Regions from separate parts of the Gossypium raimondii genome. Here region 1 is linked to region 2. Evidence: chromatin contacts called from public Hi-C data. All regions are on one chromosome and are shown on one strand. Each heading gives the region's core, a stretch centred on a gene start, on an enhancer-like site or on the middle of the called end of the contact. The rest is flanking DNA. Distances are from core to core; before and after follow the strand shown.

Region 1 (3,664 bases), core at 9-2,508, 150 kb after region 2:
AAGGGGGAGTGTTATGAATATCTTATTAAGTGGATGTCCATCAATATCAAGATAAGTTTTGATGTACTTTAAATTCTAATAGCCATTAGAAGAAGATTTCTATTTCATTTATACTTCTTATGCCTATAAATAGAGACTTTGGAGAAGCTTTGTAAATATACCAATTGATCAATAAAAATGCACTCTCTCTTTGCTCTCCCATTCTCTTTGTTCTTTATTCTCTATATTTTATTTTATAATCATTCATAAATACCAAATGTTTATTAATTAGAATTAGAATAAATTCAATTGACTAAAAGAAGAATGAATTAAAAATGAAATATATCTAAATCTAAATTAAAATAAATTTAAACAAGCCCACGTATGATGGGACTTAAAACTAGAATAAACTAATGTAAAATCCACAAATTCTTTTGCACAGGATGAGTCTCAAAATTTAAATGCTCAAAATCTTAAAGTTTTAACTTTTGATAACACTGTCAATGCCTCAATTACTAATTTAAATAATTTTTCAGAAGACATTTAAATAATAATGGAATTCATTGTGTTAGGTTGAATTTTTATTTATAAGCTAAAATATTTTAATTATTTGACACAGATTGAATTTTACTTTATATATTTGTTTTTGAAAGAAACCGAGCTTTCAATTAAAAGAAACAGAACACAAGCAAAAGCAACAAAACAAGTCCAAAAGACAAGATTAGAAAAGAAAAAAGCAATCCACAACTCAAATAGAAAGAAACCCTGAAAGTCCTAAAGGAAAGCCCAGCACAAACAGCTCTCAAACGCACTAGATAGGAAGGCATTTACAAGAGCAAAAGAGTTGTTCTAAAAAACCCCTTTGGAAACAACAACTTGAGCCAAAGAGTAGCTGCCAATTTCAAACAAAATAACCGGTAACAGTGGCCAAAAAACACGAAGGAGGCTCTATCGAGTTGGCAAACCAAGAAACTGACACACACAGAGATCTGAAAGTCTACCCAAAAGGCAATGAAAGCACCCACAAGCTCCTAGAAAACCATCATGACCCTTGAGCTCCCCCTAATCCAAATCCTTACCACCGTGAACCGAGACAGCGTGAGAATCTGCCTCTGAAAAGCACACCTACACACCTAGCGCGACAATCCCTCCCCATAGCCAATAGAGCCATATAGAGAATTCACCTCTAAAAAGCGCAACCCTCACCGTGGAGGCCCTTAGAATCCAACAGGTGGGCCACTGTATTCCCCTTACAGGAAACATGCAAAAACCGATCCAAGCGAAACTGCCCGACCAACCCCTTAACTTGAATCAAACATGCAGGTAGATTATTCCCTTCACCGTGGAGACCCTTAGAATCCAACAGGTGGCCAATAATCGACTCGCCATGGTGAAGGGAATAAAGCTTGCGAATCACAATAAGGGAGTTGCCTTTAAGGGAGTTGCCTTCGAAAATCACCTCTTGTAAGCCCAAATTGAGACCCAATTGGACAACATGGTAGCAAGCCAGAACTTCTGCAGCAAAAGTAGAAGGTATATGTGTGTTTACTACTGATTTGGAACCAACAACGAAACCTAGTTTATTTGTAACAACTATCCTCGCGCGGGACAACATCATAGACGTATGGAAAGTAGCATCGAAGTTCACTATCAAACAAGACCCTTCAGGAGGCCGCCAGCACTCAATCCTAATTAGATATCCAGGAAACTTCGCATGCACCACGTCAAACTCCAGGAGGTAAGACTGCACCCTACAGACAATATCCTTAATTTGAACTATTATATTGTCATGAACCCGACGATTCCTAGCATGCCAAATTAACCACAGAGCACACACCACTAATCGAGAAACAAAACCAGTTTGCATAGTTAAAACATAAAGAAACCAATCTTGAAATGAAACATTTGATAATGCACTAGGCCATGTAACATGCAGCTTCTTCCAAACACCAGATGTCGGAGGACAATATCGAAAAATGTGTTCCAAATTTTCAGCCCTGGCCATACACCGAGGACATAGTGAGGAAGGACGAATCCTTCTTTTGTAAAGATTGTAATAGCTAAGGATAAAATTATGAAAAATACGTCATGTTGTAACCTTAATTTTTACCAGAAGTTGCATCTTCCATAGTTTGTTGTAAATAGGTTGGTAAGGGTTTATGTTCTCAGTAAAATCTGACGTAGTAAGGAGTCGGTAACCAATGCACACGGTGTAGTCCTTCGAAGGCTCTGACCCTACACCATAAAGTCTACATGGGCAACTCGAGAAAGGGGTATACACAACACTCTGTCCGCTATAGTCCTGTCCAACACATTGGTAAGTCGTTGACCATCCCACTGTCTTGTAGTCTGATTGATAAACTCTAAGACAAAGAAGACCGGTGAACTAACCCCCATGTGTTGTAATTGTCAACCAGGTAAGCCTGGGATCAACACATCATCCCAAACTCGAACACTTGTGCCTACACCCACATGCCAACTTAGGCCCTGACGCAACAACCCCTTCGCAGCCTAAAAGCATTTCCAAAGGTAAGAAAGGTAAGTTTCGTGAGGCGCATTCATAAAGGCACAATTGGGGTAGTATTTAGCATCAAGAGCTCGTGCCAACAACGAGTTAGGGTGTTTAATCAATCTCTAACCTTTCTTAGCCAACATTGGCACATTAAACTTTGCCAAGGCAAGAAATTCAAAACCTCCAGTCGACTTTAGTTCGCATAACTTAGACCAAGTACACCAAGAGATCCCTCTTCGTCCCCCAAAGTATTTCCACCAAAATCGAGTAATATTTTTTCCATATCTAATCATAAAGAAGCCGATAACAAAAAGTAATACATGGTGATTGTAGGGATAGATTGTACGACACTTTTAATGAAGACTTTTTTTCCACCTTGTGACAAAGGCTTAACACACCAACTTTCAATCCGGGATCGTAAACAATCTTTCAAAACATGAAAAGCCTTTTTTCTTATCACGACCCACTATATTGGGAAGCCCTAAATACCGCTCAGACTCTGTAGAGATTCGAACCCCTAAACAAGTGGCAATATAGTCCATAATAGACTCATCGACGTTTGAACTAAATAGGATAAAAGACTATTCAAAATTAATACTCTGCCCTGAAAACCGCTCATACTCCGCCAAAATTTGTTTCAGAATTAGAGCACCACTAACCATGGCTTCTCCAAAAAGAATACAGCCATCCGTAAATAACAAATGTGACACCTGAGCTTTACCCCGGCTAATCTTCACCCCACGAACCAGGTTATCCTGAAGCACTTGTCTCATCAGAGAAGACAACCCCTCACAAAAAATAAGAAAAATATTCGAATTAAGGGGATCACCCTGCCTAAGACCCCACATTAGAGAGAACACACGACCCACCTCACCATTCAAAACAATAGAGTATGAAACAGAACGAACGTAGTGAAGAATAAGATCCACCCACCATCTGGAAAACCCCACAACATCATAAGTTCCAAAAAATCCCACTCGACTCGATCGTATGCCTTGCTCATGTCTAATTCCAAAGCAAAGTGCCCTTTCCTCCCCCTCTTTTTCTGAGTAAAGAGTTGACAATCTCATAAGGTAGAATAATATTGTCCGTAATTACGCGACTGGGAATGAAGGCACTCTGAGCCTCATCCACGTACAAATGCAACACTACCTAAAACCTATTAACCAGCAC
Region 2 (3,611 bases), core at 734-3,233:
AAGTCACCGCTCCTAACTTCAGGACCCTAACAAACAGAGCCAAAATAACATAAGAACATAATAAATGAAGGTTTACAGAAACTGAACTAATAGAACTATCAGACGAAAATCACATAATATAAGTTGTATAATTGTTTCCTACAACACTACGTCCAACAATTTTAATGGCTCATAACCTCACAAGTAAAACAAACGAATAAAGACAAAAACCATATGCACACACACACATGCAGACATATATTTGTATTGCAGACTAATAAGTGCCCAAACCATATACTAACATACTGTCACTTGTACATACTTGGCAGTCTTACTCCAAAATAGAGTGTCATGATGACCATAACAGAACCTGTATCCAAAATCCAAGAAACAATTGGCATAGGTTTTTGTTAAGAACATTGTCTAAGATGACAAAATTCTGACAATAATTTTGACAAAGAAAGGTAACACCGATGTCTAAGTCTGACAACACCAAACTGTTGGCTCAAGCAACCTGGCATAACTGCTTTTACACTGTAAAAAGGTAAATGAAGTTGAGGGAACTTGCCTTGGTGTCAAGCATGATTGCGATAGTGTTGTCTTTGGATTGTGCATTATATTCCTTGACTAAATCAATAACTTTCTGATGAGATGCATGGTCTCCATGAGACATATTCAAGCGAGCAACATTCATTCCAGCCTCAGCCAATTTCCATACCATTTCCCTTGTGTTTGTTGAAGGACCAATAGTGCAAACAATCTTTGTTTTACGTCTAACAGTAGGCTTGGACCACATACCCACTGATCCATCACCTACTTGCTGAATCCCCCTTAACTGCTCATATTGCTCCTCCCTCTGAAGAAAAAAAGTAAGAAAAGTTACAAGCAATGATTTCCGGTGATTTTCTCTCTTCAACTGTCCATGATAAGTTATTTGAGCATAGATATAATGGCAATTCAAAGCATAGTGACTATGTCATTCAACGGCAATGCCACCATCCTATACCAGTGTAAATAAGCAGAAATTTCAAGTGAAATACACTGTGTAATTCGAACTTCATCATTTTAACCAAACACTTAAGTTGTTATACACTTCAAGGTTCCTTTTCTTTCACCGGCAATGGCAAACAGGTGAAAGTTATGCCCCATGTTACTCATTATTCTCTGGATAATTTCTTTAGCACAAAATCAACCGACAGTGCACCAAAGACTGGCTTGTAAAAAGATCTCAGCGGAAATCTTGACTCCAGTCCTAAATATTTCTCATTTATAGTCCAAAGTGACCAGGAAGTTTCCTCATTTTAGAGAAAAAAAATCACCATTTCCATTTATGGATTGTGCAAGTTTCACTAATAGGACAATGCATTTTCGAAAATACAAACATGACCTTATTCAACTTGACACGCTCCATTCTTATAAAAAAAAAAAAACAATCAGCATGCTCCATGATAATATTATCACTCCACTTATATAATATCACGCCTATTGCTTTCTTAGCCTCTAGATAAATCAAAAAAGTTATCAAAGATCCAGTGCGTTTTTTGATCTTTTTTCTTTTAGCATGAGATGGCAGCAACCAAATTCATAATCAAAGCGGAAGATCAGAGAGGTCGGAAGTGGGCCAAACCTTAAGTACATCCTCAGGTGAAACGGGAATAAGTTCAGGCTCGGCACGTGAGGCTCTCTTGGCAGTAATCCTAGAGTTCCTCGTAAGCACGACGGCGTTGCTCTTCCTGTGGTCAGGTAAGAGTACTTTGGAAGCGAAGGACGCAGGCTTAAGCTTCTCCACTGGGTCCTGAAGGGATCCGGAGGCCTTGCTGAAGAAGTTAGCACGAATGGATCTAGTGGCCACCACTTGAGCCATTGCTAAAATGAGAGATAGAAAGGGTTCGAGGGGAGAGGAAGGCGAGGGAGTTTCGCTGATAAAATTGAAGGTTGGAGAAATCGCCGCTAAAACAATGACTTTTAAAAGAGGAGGCTGCAGAATGAAGCGTGCCTAGTTTGTATCGACAAACACTATGCACCTATTTTATTCAAACTGTTTTTTTTTTTCTCTGAGTAAGAATTTAATGTGAAATTATACATATAAATTTTAATTTAATTCAGTTATATATATATTTGTGATTTAAATATATATTTAAATTTTAATATTGATTTAGTTATATAAATTTTAAAAATGAATATATTAACCTATTTTTATATGTGATAAATTTAATTATTTATCTATGTAATATATAATCATAAAATAATATTATATAAATAATTATGAATTAAATTAAATTAAAATTTTATATATACAATTACCCATTAAACTTTATTCTTTTCAAAAAACGGATGGAAATTAGGCAAATTATTATTATTATTATTATTATTATTATTATTAAAACAAAGAAGACAACTTATTATTGTTGTTATACGACGTCGTGTCGGAGATTCAACCCCTGGTATCATTCGTCAGTTTTTTGTTCAAGTGTCAGCATAACATTGGTCTTGTTCCGGGTTGGGATTGAAGTTGAACCCTCCATTGGATTTCCAATTTCAATTCGCCTCTCGTGGTTTTCCGCATATATCATTTATGATTTGACTTTGACAAGCATTCTTTTTGAATTTTGAATTTATTTTAGTTATAATGTCAAATTTATCTCTTTTAACGTTTTGAACATAAACTTTTTTTTAGTTAAATTTAACCTTTAACCTATTAAAAAATCGAATTTAATTATTAATATTTCTAAAAGAGTCAAAATTATTTTTCCTTCAACGAGAATGTTAACTAAAATATTAAAATTTTAAATACAAAGAACTTGCATGACGATCTACTTGTATTTTATGCTAACTTTTTAAATTTTTATGAACTTTTATATTTTTAAATTTTAATTTTAATTTTAATTTTAATTTTTATAATTTTTGAATTATTTGTTTACGTGACATATAAGACAAATGGTGTTATGTTAGTAGGATAAGCACATAAATTGTCATGCGAGTTGTTACACCAACAACGTTAAAAATTAATGTTTTAGTCAAGATTTCTATTAAAAATGATTTGACTCTTTTTGAAAGGTTAAGAGCTAAATTTAGCTTTAAAAAGGAATAATGATTAAATTGACAAAAAAATGTAAACATTGAAGGCTAAATTTATTATTATACTTTTTATTTATTATAGAAATAGTAACAATGAAATGTATATATCTATAATATTAATAAAATCCCGATTGAGTTTGTGTCACAAGTCAATCGACACCAACTCGCTTGAAAATTACAAAATGATCTTTCATATTTAAAATAAATTATATTATTTGAAGGTGCTTTTGTCCTTTTAATTAAAAAGCAATAAAATATGCATATGGTGGGATTTAAATTCATGCCAATTACATTAGAAAAACTTTAAATTTATCACTCAACCAATATTTTATTTTAATTACTTATATATTTTAATTGTAGATATTAGAAATGTGATGGTAAATTTCGAAATTTCCCATCAAAAAATATAAATTTGATTATTTTTATTTTTTTAGTGATATTTAGTACTTAAAAGTTAGTTTATTAGTAGCAAACAAGTAATTTAATCTATTTATTTTAATATTATTTATTTATTTATTTTAAATAAAAATAAAATAATAATATGATTAAATTGA

What was found. A called contact is a pair of places that touch in the nucleus more often than the background predicts.
Region 1: a contact with region 2 is called in a Hi-C map of leaf, with 4 times the contacts expected there. The contact joins the enhancer-like site here to the promoter of LOC105791144 in region 2. A contact is called at or near these places in 2 of 2 Hi-C or Micro-C datasets (both in leaf).

The regions. Positions count from the first base shown.
Region 1 is chr8:28,488,338-28,492,001 of ASM2569854v1, forward strand. No RefSeq gene overlaps it. Among protein-coding and RNA genes, the nearest start is that of LOC128042926, 6.8 kb to the right of the region's middle. Within about 2 kb of position 1,259, the one cell type or tissue checked has open chromatin away from gene starts, as enhancers often do. A contact at or near this core is called in leaf, where this site is marked.
Region 2 is chr8:28,333,355-28,336,965 of ASM2569854v1, forward strand. It overlaps LOC105791144 (plastidial pyruvate kinase 2), which reads right to left and starts at 1,984. Exons shown (of 12, transcript XM_012619070.2): 1 at 1,607-1,984; 2 at 548-835; 3 at 1-26. The coding sequence starts at 1,843.